Regions from separate parts of the Zea mays genome. Here region 2 is linked to region 1. Evidence: chromatin contacts called from public Hi-C data. All regions are on one chromosome and are shown on one strand. The core of a region is the stretch at or near the end of the contact, and the rest is flanking DNA. Distances in the headings are between cores, read along the strand shown.

The links. Hi-C and Micro-C count contacts between places; a contact is called where the count stands out from the background.
Region 2: a Hi-C map of tassel shows a contact between it and region 1, with 2.9 times the contacts expected there. The contact joins the promoter of LOC103647213 here to the promoter of LOC100193804 in region 1. A contact is called at or near these places in 3 of 25 Hi-C or Micro-C datasets (ear, leaf and tassel).

Annotation. Positions count from the first base shown.
Region 1 is chr2:163,172,721-163,180,470 of Zm-B73-REFERENCE-NAM-5.0, forward strand. It overlaps LOC100193804 (40S ribosomal protein S12), which reads left to right and starts at 4,022. Exons shown (of 4, transcript NM_001138888.2): 1 at 4,022-4,191; 2 at 5,231-5,522; 3 at 5,804-5,869; 4 at 5,966-6,168. The coding sequence starts at 4,187. The coding sequence ends at 6,025.
Region 2 is chr2:163,344,293-163,352,042 of Zm-B73-REFERENCE-NAM-5.0, forward strand. LOC103647213 (protein FAR1-RELATED SEQUENCE 5) reads left to right here and starts at 3,751. Exons shown (of 2, transcript XM_008671789.4): 1 at 3,751-5,064; 2 at 5,150-5,549. The coding sequence starts at 3,856. The coding sequence ends at 5,311.

The DNA.
Region 1 (7,750 bases), core at 2,772-5,271:
TAGTTTCCCAGTATTTCATTACACATAGTTTCAATCATTTCCAGCCATTCTTGGCAAGGTTGCTTGAACTGTTTTTCAAATTTGAAGCGGTAAGGTAATTGAACAAGTTCATATTTCTTCTTTGTTCCCTTCATCTTCGGCATCCCCCAGTCACTTGACGTTCGATACGTTTGGTTGGCTAGGTATTCCTGCACCAAGTTCCTGGTGCCAATTTGTTCAGCCACTACCCTGAATTCTACCTCGGCCAGCTGGCATGCTGACCTTAGCTGCATGTTGCACAGGGGCCTAGTCATTTCGAAGTTTAAGGACAGCGGGCACATGACCATCGTCATCAGTTTCCCCCTCTTCTTCTCATCAGCCTTGATGTAAAACCATTCACCTTTCCAGCTGGTTGGCCATTTGGTGCGATAACTGAGAACTAGAGCATTCGTATCCTTGCGATATGCAAAATTGTAGCAACCAAAAATTTCATGAAGATCGTCTTCCCTGGCCTTCGTCTAGTAGTGCAACTCGTGCACTCGACAGAATGCTTCAGCATCTGGGCTCATCCCTTGGCTTCAGAGGGCCCAGATGAAGACACTAAGCCTAACAATGGCGTTAGGGGTCAGCTGATGAAGATATATTTCGAAATTTTTCAAGACTTACCCTATCATCTCATTCAGAGGAAGTCGCAGTCCTACTCTGAAAAAGCTCTTGAAAACCACTACTTCATCATTCTTCGGTGCTGGGGTGGTCTCTTCTCCGGCAAATCAGACAAGTTTCCTTTCAGCTTCCCCTAAGTAGCCCAGCTTCATCATCATGGGCATGTCAGCTTCAGACACAGTAGATTTCTCAAAATCTAGATGGCTGGGTTTTGATGGGATCAAAATACTATAATCTTCTTCATCCTCTTCAATATCTTCTTCTTCAGCAACAGTCTGTTCAACTTCGGTAACAGGGGTACCTTCATCAGTCACAACTAGACCTGATTGTTTCATGACTTCGGAAATTGGTGTTGTCTCGGTGACCTCAGTCTCTTCTCCTTCACGAGTCACCCTTACAGTCGAACGCACTCTAGCCATCTAATAGATTTTTTGTGGCTTTTACGAAGTTGATGTTTCTTTTTTGTAGTTTTGACGAAGCTCACTCTTTTGACGAAGTTAACTCTAAATGATGAAGTGTTCGCTTGAGAGCGCAGTGAAAAAGCTTCAACTATGGTTAAATTTTTTTAACAGCACAACAGTGCAACGACAATGAATGATGTGGTAACTCTACACCAACATGTCTGTTTATATAGTGCTGCAGGTTGGAAGGTGAACCGCCAAATCGCCCTTACCCGCTGAACGGTGGACCACTCGTCGCTTGGAAGGTGAACCACCAGATCGCTTGTATCCGCTGAACGGTGGACCACCCGACGCTTGGAGTATTTTAATCGTTTCTCGGCAACGAGCTCAGGGAAGGTGTTTTTCGGACCTTCGACATTCTGAAGCCTTTGAGATTTTTCGCGGATCGAGCTCGTTACGAAAAACGATCTAGCACCGCGAATGGGCTACTGTTGGGGGCCTTCTTCTTCGCCGAAGGTCCTCTAAGCAAAAACACCTTCGACAAGATAACAAGCAAGCAAATGTGACATGAAGATGTATGTCGAAGCTACAACTGAAAGAGCTTCGGCATGATGACACACTTGAGACGAAGGGTAGCACCGACTTAAAGAGGAAAATACTGCATAGTCCCTGATAGTTTATGTTATAGTCATGATTAGTTATCAAAGGCATGAATGTAATTTTGTCCGGGCTATGTCCCGTGCCCCGTACTGTTCACGCTGACTTGTAATCATTTGCACGTCGTTCTTGGATTCTTACCTTCTGTCAAACCGAAGGTACAAATGTAATTTACTATTATTAATGTTTGCCCATGATTAGATAATGATAATATAAATAATCTGACGATTTAATATGATTGTTCATGTTATCTTCCATGTTTCATATGTTTCTACTTTCATTATTTCATATTGAGATGATGAAGGTATGTCTTTCATAACCTTCGTCTGAAGATCATTATGTCCTAAGGGAGATAATGCTTCGAAGGACGAAGGTCTTTGACCATTAACATTTTGTGTTGCCTTGTTCTTAACTCATAGCATTTGAGAACAAGTCCCCAACATGAAGGTTTATTTCTAACCTAGTCGGGAAGATTGATGCCTTCACCCCTATCATTCGGCTTAAAAATGATGCCGAATTCACTTGTGGGCAGAACAACAGGAAGCGTTTGATCTCATCATAAAGTATTTGTCTTCGGCTCCCATATTAAAAGCACCACAAGTAGGAGTACCATTCAGATTGTACATTGCAGCTGAAGATAAGGTTATTGGGGCTGTTCTGACGCAAGTGACTGGAGGAAAGGAGCATGTGGTGACCTACCTAAGTCGGAGGCTGGTGGATGCTGAAACAAGGTACACTTTATCGAAAAGTTATGCTTATGCCTATTTTATGCATGCACCAAGTGTAGATGTTATTTACTGTCTAGTCATTGCACTGTTGCCAGTTAAATCGATGTGATTAAATACATGTTGCAAAACCCGATTATGAGTGGTAGGATTGGTAAATGGGCTTATGCACTTATAGAGTATGACTTGGCCTATGAACCATTGAAATCTATGAAAGGCCAGGTCGTAGCAGATTTTCTTGTAGAACATCGGATCAATGATACTCATAAACTAGACATATCATACCTCACTGTTACTCCCTATACTTTATATTTCGATGGATCAGTTTGCAATGAAGGGCAAGGAATTGACATCGTGCTTGTTTCACCAAGTAATGTCTACTTTGACTTCTCTAGCCGATTGAAAACTTATTGCACTAACAATCAAGCCGAATATGAGGCACTTTTGTTCGGCTTGGAGCTTTTAAAGGAGAAGATGCAGTAAACCTTACTAGAGGCACTGGAGCAATTCTGTTAGCTTAGCACAAAGGCATTCGACGAGCACACCGGCAAAGGTGAGCCTGGGCACTTGCCCCGGTAAGCTGGGCTCTGGCTCCGCCACTGCATGTCGGCGTCGCGCACGCGACCTCCAGCTCGCCGTTGTCTCACTGCTTCCGCTGGTGACGCATGTCGGCGTTGCGCACACGCTCGTCAACATGGTCGTCATGGCTTCCCTTCGGTGCTGGCACCCGTTGTCGAAGCCACCCTTCCCCCGTCGCCCCCTCCACACCCTCACGTCCCTCCCCTCGGATGCGGAGCAGGCAGAGGGCATCGTCCCTAGCGCCACCGGCAGAACACGGAGGCACACATATCTGAGGTAAAATAGTCCACAAAATTATATTCAACCTTATTTGCTTTATTAAGCTATAAAATGACATTTTAGCGTGTGTGTTATGATTGATAATGGCGTCTGAACGAAGCTCATTTATGTGATGGCAATCTAGGGAAGCCCTATGTTTCATAAAGGCAAGATTTCAAATTTCTTCGCTTCAGGAGGGGCCGAGGGGAACCTCTGTGGAGATCAGGCCATGGAGGTGGTGACGGCATTCTTATAAGGGGATCGCGAACGGTGGGACGGGCGACAGAAGCGGGTCGTGGGGTGGCGCGGGCGGTGGCGGTTACAATGCTGGGCTCGCGGCGAAGCGGGAGAAGCAGGAGGACGACACCCATACACGCTAATATGGTGTATGCATCGGAAGGGGATGCGACGCGTGAGAGACAGGTACGCAGACACCAAACAAGGGATGCGATGGTCGGTAGCGCAGACGTAGGTGGGATGACACGCGAGAGAGGCGGGGACGTGGAGCGCGCGCGCCATTTTGCGGGATGCATGAAAACTGACGACCGTCAACTATTGAAAGCGGTGCATTATAGTAGTAGATAGATAGAGATAAAGAAAAAAAATAGAGAACATCTTGTTTTACGTAAAGAAACAATGAAAACATTTGGACTACTGAAGTAAGCCCACAGGCCCCAGCTAGACATTTAGCCCGCAGAGGCCCGGTTCATCGAGCCGGCAGCCGTGCACTATAATTCCGCCTTCTCCCATTCTCTCTCCAAAACCCTAGCAGCCACCCGGTTCTCCCTCGCTCCAGGTGGCGGCGCGCTCCCCTCGTTTTGTTCTTACTCCTCCCGTTTCCCTCACTAGTCGTTACTGACTTCTCGCTTGCCTGCTCCAGATCTCCCTTCGCAGCCGGCCAGGGACCCCTTCACAGCGCGGGAGATGGCGTAAGTACCCCAACCGATACCTTTTCCCCTGCTTGTTTCAGCAATCTTGGTTTGGTTAATAAATTTTAGTTCCGGATTAGTATGCGGCTATAATCGTTGTACTCTATGCGTGTTTTTCGGAACTGTCGCGGGTAGAGAACTGTGTGATGAAATGACTATGCGGTCTTCCAATCTTGAATGATTGGGCACATCTACTGTCCTGGGTCGTACTTCATAAATGCACTGTATTCTGTTGACTTAGATTGTTTTGCAAGTGCGTTCGTACTTCGTAAACGCATTGTGTTCTGTTGAATTAGATTGTTTTGCAAGTGCGTTCATAACTGCCTAGCCTGGAAATGCCGCCTGCCGCGTCATATGGGTTGAGTTGTCGACTTCTAGCCTTCTAGGGTCAGCCTTTTGACGCAGGCCTCGTACGGAATCTATGCTAAATTGCTAATAAATCAGGTGTGCACTCTTTGTCCCCTTCGTTGTTCCAATACAAAAAAGTGCGTTCATAACTTATTGGATGAAAAGTGTCCAATCCAAGCTTCCATTTGCTTGCATGCTAACTAGCAGGCTGACAAAACCAAACTGATGTTTTGATGGCTAGATGGGTTAGTAGTTAGGTTTAGTTTTCTGCTGATTCGCCTTGTATGTACCAATCTCATTGTATCAAAGACTGTAGAAATGAGCTCCATGTCCTCTTGCTTATTGATTATCCCAATACTCCCTCTGTCCCAGTATGTAAGGCATACCTACCTCTAATTCAAAGACCAAGAGATGTATAAAATTCTCTCTATTAACACTAGTACTACTGCATCGATATACGCATCTCTAGAGAGAGAGCACATTATATTATTGGACTAGAATAAAAAGTGGTTACACCTTATAATAGGGTGCCGGGAGTACCTGACTACTACTTGTAAGTTGTATCCAAATGTTTTGTCTGTATGCAGTATATGTTGATACTTTTATAGACTTTGCATTGCAAATTTGTTTGATATACTTGAAGCATTTTGTTCCTGCATTGTCAATTCACCAAATTGTTCTTATTTGACAGTGATCAGGAGGCCCCAGTTGCAGTTGAGGCACCAACCCCAGTTCTTGGAGAGCCAATGGACTTGATGACTGCGCTGCAGCTGGTGATGAAGAAGTCAAGTGCTCATGATGGACTTGTGAAGGGTCTTCGCGAGGCTGCCAAGGCCATTGAGAAGCATGCTGCTCAGCTTTGCGTTCTTGCTGAGGACTGTGACCAGCCAGATTATGTCAAGCTGGTGAAGGCGCTCTGTGCTGAACACAATGTTCACCTTGTCACTGTTCCTGCTGCTAAGACTCTTGGCGAGTGGGCTGGGGTGTGTTAGACTATCCTTCTCTAAAACTTGTGCTCCTTTTTACATAGTATTTAGTGTTGCTACCTTGATAGTGTTACTGGATTACTTATTTTAACATTCATTTTATAACTCAATGCTCCAACTTCCGTTGAACGGAGAAAAAATAGTATTCTCTGTAAATGTCAAGTTTTTACATTTAATTTTTAATCCATTTAGTTGTGTGTTGATTCTTCACTAGCTGTGTATTCTTTTATATGAACTTTGGCCTTGATCGTAACAATCTCCACTTTCACTCCTTGCAGCTTTGCAAGATTGACTCCGAGGGCAAGGCAAGGAAGGTTGTAGGCTGCTCCTGTGTCGTTGTCAAGGTAGCATATCAATCCCTTACTTTCCTACAAATTAATTATTTTGGTTTACCTTAGGGCAAGTAACATGACATTTCACTGTTTCATTTCAATTACCAGGACTACGGTGAAGAATCTGAGGGCCTTAACATAGTGCAGGAGTATGTCAAGTCGCACTAGATGTAACACGTTTCAGTAATACTCTACATTTGGATCTGGGCTTAATATTATGCTTGCGTCTTGGGCTTGCTAGGAGATTAGGACAATTTACTACAAGAGCCCATGAGGATATGAGCAATTTGGAATTCTAAATGTTTTGTTTATGGTGTTGTCATCTGGTTTTAATTCAAATCGATAAGAGATGAGATTATTCTTGCTTTGCCATTAGCCCATTACCTTTTTATGTTTATATCCATGTTCCATGGTGTATAATGTTTATACTCTCTCTGTTGCGGTTGCTCTTATTTTTCTTATTTGATTTGACAAATCTTTATGCGCTTTGCGCCGAGTGCAGCTTTCCACTTACCTAGTCTTTATTACTGGGTATGAAAGCATAATAATGAGACCACGTTGTGTCAAAATGGTTAAAGCAGACCAGAACTGTTGCGAGGCAGTGACACAGTAGCTGACCAAGAGCAAGCCTAATACTGCGTGTGGTGATTTGTGACTGTGTCAAATGACTGTTTTGGTAGTGGCGCGCACAATCATCGATTGGTAAAACAACAAGGGCAGGTTTGGATAGTTGGAATGTAGGGTCACTGGTTAGTTTGGAAACTCAAACCTCCTCCATAACTTGATAGAATTGAGGAAATTAGTACATTTCTCTCTCGACCCTCTCCAAACCTGAAGTGAGTTTGAGTTTCCAAATTAACCCTTACAGGGAAGTTAAAGAAGTTAGTTGAGTATGTGTCTAAGTGACTTAATGAAAGTATCAGAAGGTGAAGGAGGCAGACAATAATGGTAACACTACAGGAATCCACTTATTTCCCGTCGGCTAAGAATCGACGGGAATAAGCTATAAACCGACCGGAATTACTAATTCTTGTCGGTTTATGGCTTATTCCCGTCGGCGGTAAGCCGACAGGCGTCAGATGTCAGGGATAAGCTTATTCCTGTCGGGGGCTGACAGGAATAAGTAATTGTCGGCCACTTACAAGCCGACGGGAATAAGCTTTAATTCCCGTCAGCCGTAGCTGGCCGACGGAAATTAGCAATTAATGCCCGTCAGCCACGTAACTTCCGTCGGCCAGGTAGGGCCGACGTGGATTAACAATTAATTTCCGTCGGCTTACTGAGCCGACGGAAATTAATTGTTAATCCCTGTCGGTTTGACCATAGCCGATGTGGATTAACCTATACTGCTGCAAGACCAGCACTAAATTAGGTCATTATTTCTCCACAATTGCACACATAACATATATATCATCACACAGAACAGACACATTATAAACACATACATTGATAATCAATTCACACATCACAAACTTCACATCACCATCATAGTTTACACAAACATTTCAAATAGGAACAACAAGATAAGTTAAAATGTTTAGTTCACGAAAAACATAGCGTGCACAGTTAAGAAACAAATACGACATAACACCATATTTAGAGATAACCACCACTTGGGTGGTTAGAGCTTTGACCGCTGTCAACAAATCCAGTCCCTGCTGTGGGATCAGACCCACTACCACCCGCTTCGGGCGTAACCTATGCAAGTTAGCAAATATCAACATTTTTAATACAAATATCAACACGTTAAATGCAAATATCAAAAAGTATACACATGTATAAATTCATCGAGAGTTATCAAACGTACCTTATCTGCAGGTGCAGGTATATGTGTCGGAGGGGTGTTGAATTGTGGTGGCGGAGCTGGTGTGGATGCAAACTAGCTCCATTGTG
Region 2 (7,750 bases), core at 2,501-5,000, 170 kb after region 1:
CGAGGGCACCAGAGGGCGCGGAACACGGCGAGGCGATCTAACGGCGGCGCAGATGAACTCTGGCGAGGAATTACGCAGACACTAGGGCATTACTAGGCGAAATAAAGGCATAGGAAGATTGCTCACCTCGAGTGCAAACTCATGAGTTCTTGGGGGGACGGTGGGGACGCGGTGATGCCTCCGGTCGACGGTGGCGGACACCGGCTGCACAGAAAAGACCCCGGTGAGCGTGAACCAGGCAAACCAGAAGGGCTGGGGGCGAACCGAGAGGTGCCCCGAGTTGCTGACGACGAGGTGGAACTCAACGAGGCAACGGGCGAGGCGCAGGCTCGACGGCGGGCTTCGGTGAGCAGCGGCGGAGCTACCTGGACTCGTGCACAGGGCGAGAGAGAGGGCGAGGGTGCTCGGCTGAGGGCGCAAATGAGCAGGGGAAGTGGGCGATCGGGGTGCGGGCTCTAAAGGGGTCGGGGCGTGCGGAGGTGGCCGGAAAATGCGTGGACGTGGGCGCGTCCACGGCGGGAGTGCGCGGGCGGGAGGTTAGGGACGGGCGCCTGACGAGTGGGGTCCGCGGGGCAGAGAGACGGAACGAGCGCGTGTGCGAGGGGATTGGCGCCCATAGGCCGGCCCCACAGAGCAGCGAAAGAGAGAGAGAGTGGGGGCGTGTGTGCGGGATAGGCTGATATGCGCGCGGGTGCGCGCGGGGGCTGGGCCGACTGGGCTGGCTAGGGCCGAATTGGTTTTTCCTTTTTTCCTAGAATTTCTAATGCTTTTCTATTTTATTTTCCCTATGGTTTTCAATTCAAATTCAAATCAAGTTTCAAATTCAAACTAAATCAAACATGTGCAACAATTCAAAGAATATTTTAAGCTCAACATGATGCAACATTCTATGACTCATATTGTTTTGACAAAAATAAATAATTAATCTATCACCTAATTAACCTAATTCTAACTAAAATGAAAAGAGAGAGATTAGAGAGAGACACAAGAGTAACACCTGAATTTTGGTAGATACTTAGAAAGAAATTTTATACCCTAAAATTCAGGGTGTTACAGATCCCCATCCTCAAACTCTTCTGACAACTCCATGGGGTTCTCCCTAGCCGACATGCCTTCATCAAGGCCATGGAGCGACCCGGGCTCGCCGCTCAGACGAGTCAGAGGAGAGCAAGGAGGAGGAGGATGACGACGATAGTGGCAACGACGGCGAAGGTGGTGGCAGTGCCGAGGCATGGTAGTGGTAGGTTTAGTATACGAAGTGGTAGAGTAGTAGTTGAATCTTTGGAGGACCTAGCAAGGGGTTTCAGTGCCCACTAAGGATACTCATAAGGCTGTTGTCTTCACATCTTTCTTTGTTTGCGGGTTAGGTTTGCTGGTCTATTCCTTTGTCCAAGGCCTTCTTGACTTCTATTCCATCCATTTGACCCATATATATCCCAATTTTGTGCTTCAAATCATCTTTATTCATCTCTGTGAGGCTTTTCTTGGAGTTGCTCCTCATTTCGGTTTGTGGAAGTACCTATACCATTGCAAACCTGGTATGTAGGATAAAAGGCGTCAGGTAGTTGGAGGAGCAAGTCTTGAACTCCGTCGTGGTTGAATGGTTAACTATCTAGACATTCCTCTCAAGGATAATAATATGGCGTGATATCATGAGCAGTTTCCTATGGAAAACCACAATAGTTCCCTCCCTCCTGATTTAGGGAAGTTGCCCGATGTGAGATTTCCAAGTTGGGTAGAGGACCAACCGACTTAGAATCCACTAAGTTACTGCCATGATTTAGGGAGTGGTTTGATAGCTCAAGTTGTAGTGATTGACTTTGTGTACCACAACATTCAACCTTTGAAATATTGGGTCTTCCCTACCTTCTTGTACACTGGAATCAAAGATCCTACCAGTATATCTGATTAAGAAATCACACAAGAAGATGTTCTGTCCCGAGTTTATATGATGTTGAAAGGAAATATTTGTAATGAAGTTGCTCTATGCCCTATTCTGTATGGAATCCTCCCCCGACCAATGTTTATGTTGATAGTTATGTTCTATTGGTTCAGAGTAACATTCCCAAGTTCTTGTCCGACCCCCCTCAACGTGTAGAGAACTGAGTCTTCAAGAGAAATGCACAGCTCACCGATGAAGAAATGGATGCTATCATAGAAGCTAGTCAGTGTCTGGACAAGAGGGAAAATTGACCCATATAGTGATCAAGGGCTCTATTGGTTGTTTTGGTGCTGAAACTATTCCGAGCACACATAAGGGGGAGCCCTCGAGCTTCAAGATGTTGCTGCAAGTAGTGAAGCCCTCGAGCAATTGAGCATTGCTAGGGAAAAGGCAGCAAGCCAAGTGAATATAAAATGTAGATGCTTCAGTAAGCCTATGGTAAAGGTTGAGGCTCCCAAGGAGAAAAAGAAGAGTCTCTGATGTCTATCAAGCATAAAGCCTGTGTCTGCCCTAACCAAATCAACCACAGTTGAGAAAAGCCAAAACAAGGTGATGAAGAAGAGGTTAGCTAGCAAGGTCACTACTAAAGACCCAACTCCTCCAGTGGATTGGAAGAATAAGAAGAAGAAGAAGAAGAAGAGGTGCTCCCCCTTATTCGACGCAAGAAAGGATCAAAGGCAATAGAATGATCCAGTCAAGCTTGCCTTACCAGAACATCGGACCAAGCTTTAAAGCTTAGACTTGTCATTAATTGATGCTTTTCTAGACAAAATTTCTACTGAAGATGCCTTGACCAAATCACCCGATACCCACGTTGTGGATGTGGCTGAGAGTCACTCAGGTGAGCCATCAGAGAGCCCACAAGCATCAGCAGCTCCTTCCTATGAAGTATAGGTGGAGGGGGAGGAGATTTGATCCTTGGAGATGTGATGCTTCCTATAGCCGAGCTGGTTACTAAGCCATAGGTAGGCCCCGCTTCTGCATCAGAGGCCAAAGAGTCTAAGTTTCTGACTGAAATAGTGGCTGAGCCGCGAATCGACTCAACCCCAGCCCCCGAGAGTGAAGGGGATGAGGCATCTATTGCAATGGTTGTCGTTACATAGCCCGACTTGACCCCAGCCCTCGAGATTGAAAATGTTGGGGTGTCGGTTGAGGCATCTGTCGAACCGCAGCAAGTCACTTTAGGCACTTTGGAGGTCAGCATACCAAGTATCACTGAGGACTCGATGGCTAAAAATCTAGGTACTACTCCTTCACAAACAGTTGGTACATGGTACATTGAACCAACCAAGTCTGATCATGATGGATCCAGATTCAGTGCCTTAGCCAAGGTAAGGCACCACGTACCTTGCCCCTCCGTATCTGCCCTCCAACAACGATCCAATGGCTCCTGTCGTGTGTAGGCAAAACAACAGAGGAGACTCCAATTAATACCGAGCCAGGACGCGGTCCTCACTCGCAGCGCGCGCAGGCACACGTTTTGCCGCGTTTCGCGCGCTTGTTCTTGCCTGCCGCGCGGGAGCCCTGTGCCGCGCCGCCCGAGAGCCCTGTGCGCCGCCGCCCTGGTACCCCTGCGCGCTCCTCGACCCGGTGCTGCGCGTCGTCGATCCAGTAGCCCAACCCTCCGATTTCAGTAAGCTTCCCTTTCTCTTCACTGAATGCTTACCAATTTGAGATTTGAGATTTCAGCAAGCTTCCCTTTCTCTTCATGTGCCATAGTTTTTTCTGTAGCATGTCATGCATTCCATGTGCCATAGATTTCAATAAACTTCGGATTAAGCTTCCCTTTCTCTTCATGTTGAGCAATTCTCTTTGATGAAACAGAAGCCTCATTTACATGGCTCTTTGAGACCTTTCTAGCTGCCCATAATTATAGGCAACCTAGAACTATTTATACTGATCAAGATGCAGCAATGGGAAAGGCTATACCCAATGTGTTCACGGAATCATATCATGGATTGTGCACCTTTCACATCATGCAAAATGTTGTCAAACACTTATCTCCAGTGAAGGGCCAAGAGAAAGAATCTCATATTCTCTCTGATTTTAGTGCTTGCATGTATCGCTATGAGGACAAAATAGAATTTGAAGAAGCATTTGACAGCATGAGATCTAAAGTGCATAAGCAAACTTGGCTAGATAGTATATACAAGGTGAAAGAAAAATGGGCTGAATGCTATATGAGAGATGTCTTTAGTTTGGGAGTGAGAAGTACACAACTAAGTGAGAGCTTCAACAGTTCATTGAAGAACCATTTGAAATCAGATTTTGATATTGTCCGTTTTTTGAAGCATTTTGAGAGGACAGTTGAAGAAACAAGAGCTAGAGAACTAGAGGCTGAATTTGAGGCAAGGAAGAAGCTACCAAGAAGGCGGATGTGCACACCTATGCTAATTCAAGCAAGCGATGTTTACACTCCAGTTATTTTTGAAGCTTTCCAAGTTGAGTATGAAAGATCCATGGCTGCATGCACTACAGTGTTGGATGGAGATAACAAATATACTGTCACTATTGGTAATTTAAGTGGTGATTTAAGTTTTGAAGAGGAGCGCATAGTGACAGCTAATCCTTTCAACCAAACAACTGATTGTAGTTGTCAAATGTTTAATAGGACGAGGATATTATGTGCACATGGTCTGAAAGTGCTTGATTTGATGAATATAAAAATGTTACCCACACATTATGTCCTAAAAAGATGGACTAGAGAAGCATGCAGTGGAAGCATACTGGATAGACAAGGAAGGGAAGTGGTGGAAAATCCAAAGTTGGAGGCTCAACTTAGGCTCAGATCTTTGTCTCATAAATTTCTCAACATGGCATATAAAGCAGCCATTTCTCTAGAGTGTTGTTTGCTAATAGACAATGCACTTGATCTCCTTGGTCCACAAGTAGAGGATAAACTCAATGCACCATCTAGTGTTGCCAATGAAAAACCATGTAATGACCAAGAAAATATTAGCCCAAACATGCAACAAAGAGATGACTTGCTCGGCACTGCACAACTTAAGAAAAAAGAGGTTCAGTTGAAAGGCTCAAAGAGAAAGAAAAGTTGGATTGAGAAGTTACGCAAAGGGAAGCGCAAGGCGACTAAATCTGCTGTACCAACAAAAAAGGGAGCAAAGGTATACTGCAATCTTGATATTTTAATATTGATGTTGTCGCTCACTTCTGAACTAATTTGTTGCATTTTGTTGGCAACAACAAAAGAAAGAAGATGGTGCACCACCACATGTACAAGTGGAGAATAACAGCAGCAACAAAGAAGCAAATGTGGACCTCCATGAGTACAGGGTCATTGGTGATTTTACCAGGCTCCTAACATCTATGGCTAGTCATGATGAAAATTTTTATGATGAAGATCTGTTCTAGATTTGCAAGTTGATTGGATAGTATTTTGGATAGAGCTAACAACAATATTTTGTGGGCTAACTATAGTATTTTGTGAGTAGCCTGATGAATGACAGTTAGTATGCCAGGCAATGCCCAAATGGTGTAATTGTAAATTTCTGAATGCCATGTATTGCTTAAGAAACTGAAACAAATGCTATATAAACATCCTTCAAAATTAGCTGTATGTTTGTGTTCTGTTTGCATGTGCTGTTGGTAAGCTGTACTATGTGCAAACATAACCTGTTTGGGATCCAGACGTATTCCTGCTGGTAAGCTGGTTCCTGCTGTGTCCCTTTTGCTGTAGAAGGCAAGGTACGTGGTGCCTTACCTTGGCTAAGGCACTGAATCTGAATCTGAATAAAGAAATGTAAGGTCCAATTGTCCCTTTCATGTATGTTGTTTCTAAAACTCCTGAATCTGCTGCTAAAGAAACCTAGTTGCTATCGGCTGTGTCTGATTCAAGCTTCTTCATAAGTTTCAAGGCAATCTCTTTGAGTCTTTGTTGCCTATTATTTCTTGTCCTTGTTGGTTGATTCTCGACTCACTAACACCTTATGCAGGATATGCTATATCAACTCGCTGTTTCACTTCTCGATGCTGGGGCAAGTTGAAGGAGCAGTCGTCCATGCTTCATGAAAAGCTTTCTCCTCTGCTTGGATCTGAGGTTGCAGTGCTTTGCAAACAGTTGGCTGACTTAGAGGCCTCTCATGCTACAGAAAATGCCGGTAAGATAGCCATTGTTGCATTCTCAACTTTATTAGTTTCATGCTTATTCTATGTGGTGCCTTGTAGCTTCTACGGATAAATTTTCTAAACTCGAAGACACTAAGATTCGCTACGAGCCTGACCTCCGTCGGGTTAAAACAACTCTTGATGGCGACCGAGAGGCCAATAATGCTTCACTACGACAGAAATTTGACATGGAGAAGAAAAATCATGAGGTAACTTGTTGTGAACTCCAGCTCGCCTACTCCATTTGTCGAAGCGCTACATAATATGTCCCAATCTGCAGGATGAAATGCATAAGCGAGAAGAGAAGATCCAAAGCTTGTTGAGTGAGGTGACTCAGCAGAAGGAACATATCCAAACTTTGTCCTCCACAAAGTCTACTCTCAAAATACTACGTAGCTTGTCAGAAGACCAATCCAAAAAGTATATGGCTGTGAAGTCCTTGAGAACAACTGTAAGGTGTTCAAATTTCTTATGATAAAGCCATGGACAGGCTGAAGCATGTTGTTCGGTAAAAAACAGTGGTCTCCAATATTGATGCTTACAGAGAAATTACGATAGAAACAACTCAAAAATTAGAGTCTAATGTGGCTAGAGGTGAGGGAGCTCTCCCCCAAGATAAACCAGTATCTCCCCCCACCATGTAGAGTAGCTATACTTAGTTCTGGAGTATGTTAGTTTGAGAACTTTTGGTTGTATTGTGTTGTGAACTATTTGATGCCTTTCTCAGGCTGTTGTATGCTTGTCGTTCCTATAATGAGAACACCTAAGTGGATTTTCTTTTGTCAATGTCAAGGCTTTGTACCAACCTAAGTTAGTTGTAAGGCTTAGATTCCACTTGCGCTTTGTATGCATGAAAATTTATCACCGACATAGACCAATTCATGGTTTAGGTCGATTGCTCTGTTGGTCGGGTTTAGAAGTTACCCTAGGTTCTATAAGCGTGAGCATGTAACATCAGTGAGAGTCAGGTGACGACTCATATTGACTACTCTGTTGATAGGGTTTAGAAGTCACCCTAAGTTATGTAAGCGTGAGCATGTGACACTGGTATGAGCACGGTGACGACTCATACTAATTGCTCCGTTGATAGCATTTAGAAGTCACCCTCTTGTTTCGTAAGCGTGAGCATGTAACAGCAGCTTAAGTCGGCCTATGACTTAAACCGATTGCTCCGTGACTGGTTGTAGATAGAATAAGAAAACAAAGCAATGCAAAGCATACAACTATAAGCTATATAGGGAACACTTTTTATTGAATATGACGCTTTGGAGTATTAGTTTGAGGTTGCCATTCCGAGATCGTGACACCTCTATCTCTAGGGGTAAAACTTATGAAGGTGCTCGATGTTCCACAAATTTCTGACTACAGTTCCATGCACGTGGACAACCTATAGGACCCTGACCGAGTGACCTTCGTGATGATGTAGGCCCTTCCCAAGGAGGAGATAGCTTGTGTCATTCTTCTCCTGACAGCAACCTATGAAGCACCAAGTCTCCGACTAAAAAAGCTCTAAACGAACTGCTCTATCGTGATAACGCCACAAAGTCTACTGATACCGAGCTGACTGGATCACCGTGTTCAGTCGTTCTTCTTCCAGCATATCAATTTCTTCGAGTTGAGTTGCCTCTGCTTCTACTATATCCTTGAACATCAACCTTGGTGCCCTGAACACCAAGTCTGCAGGTA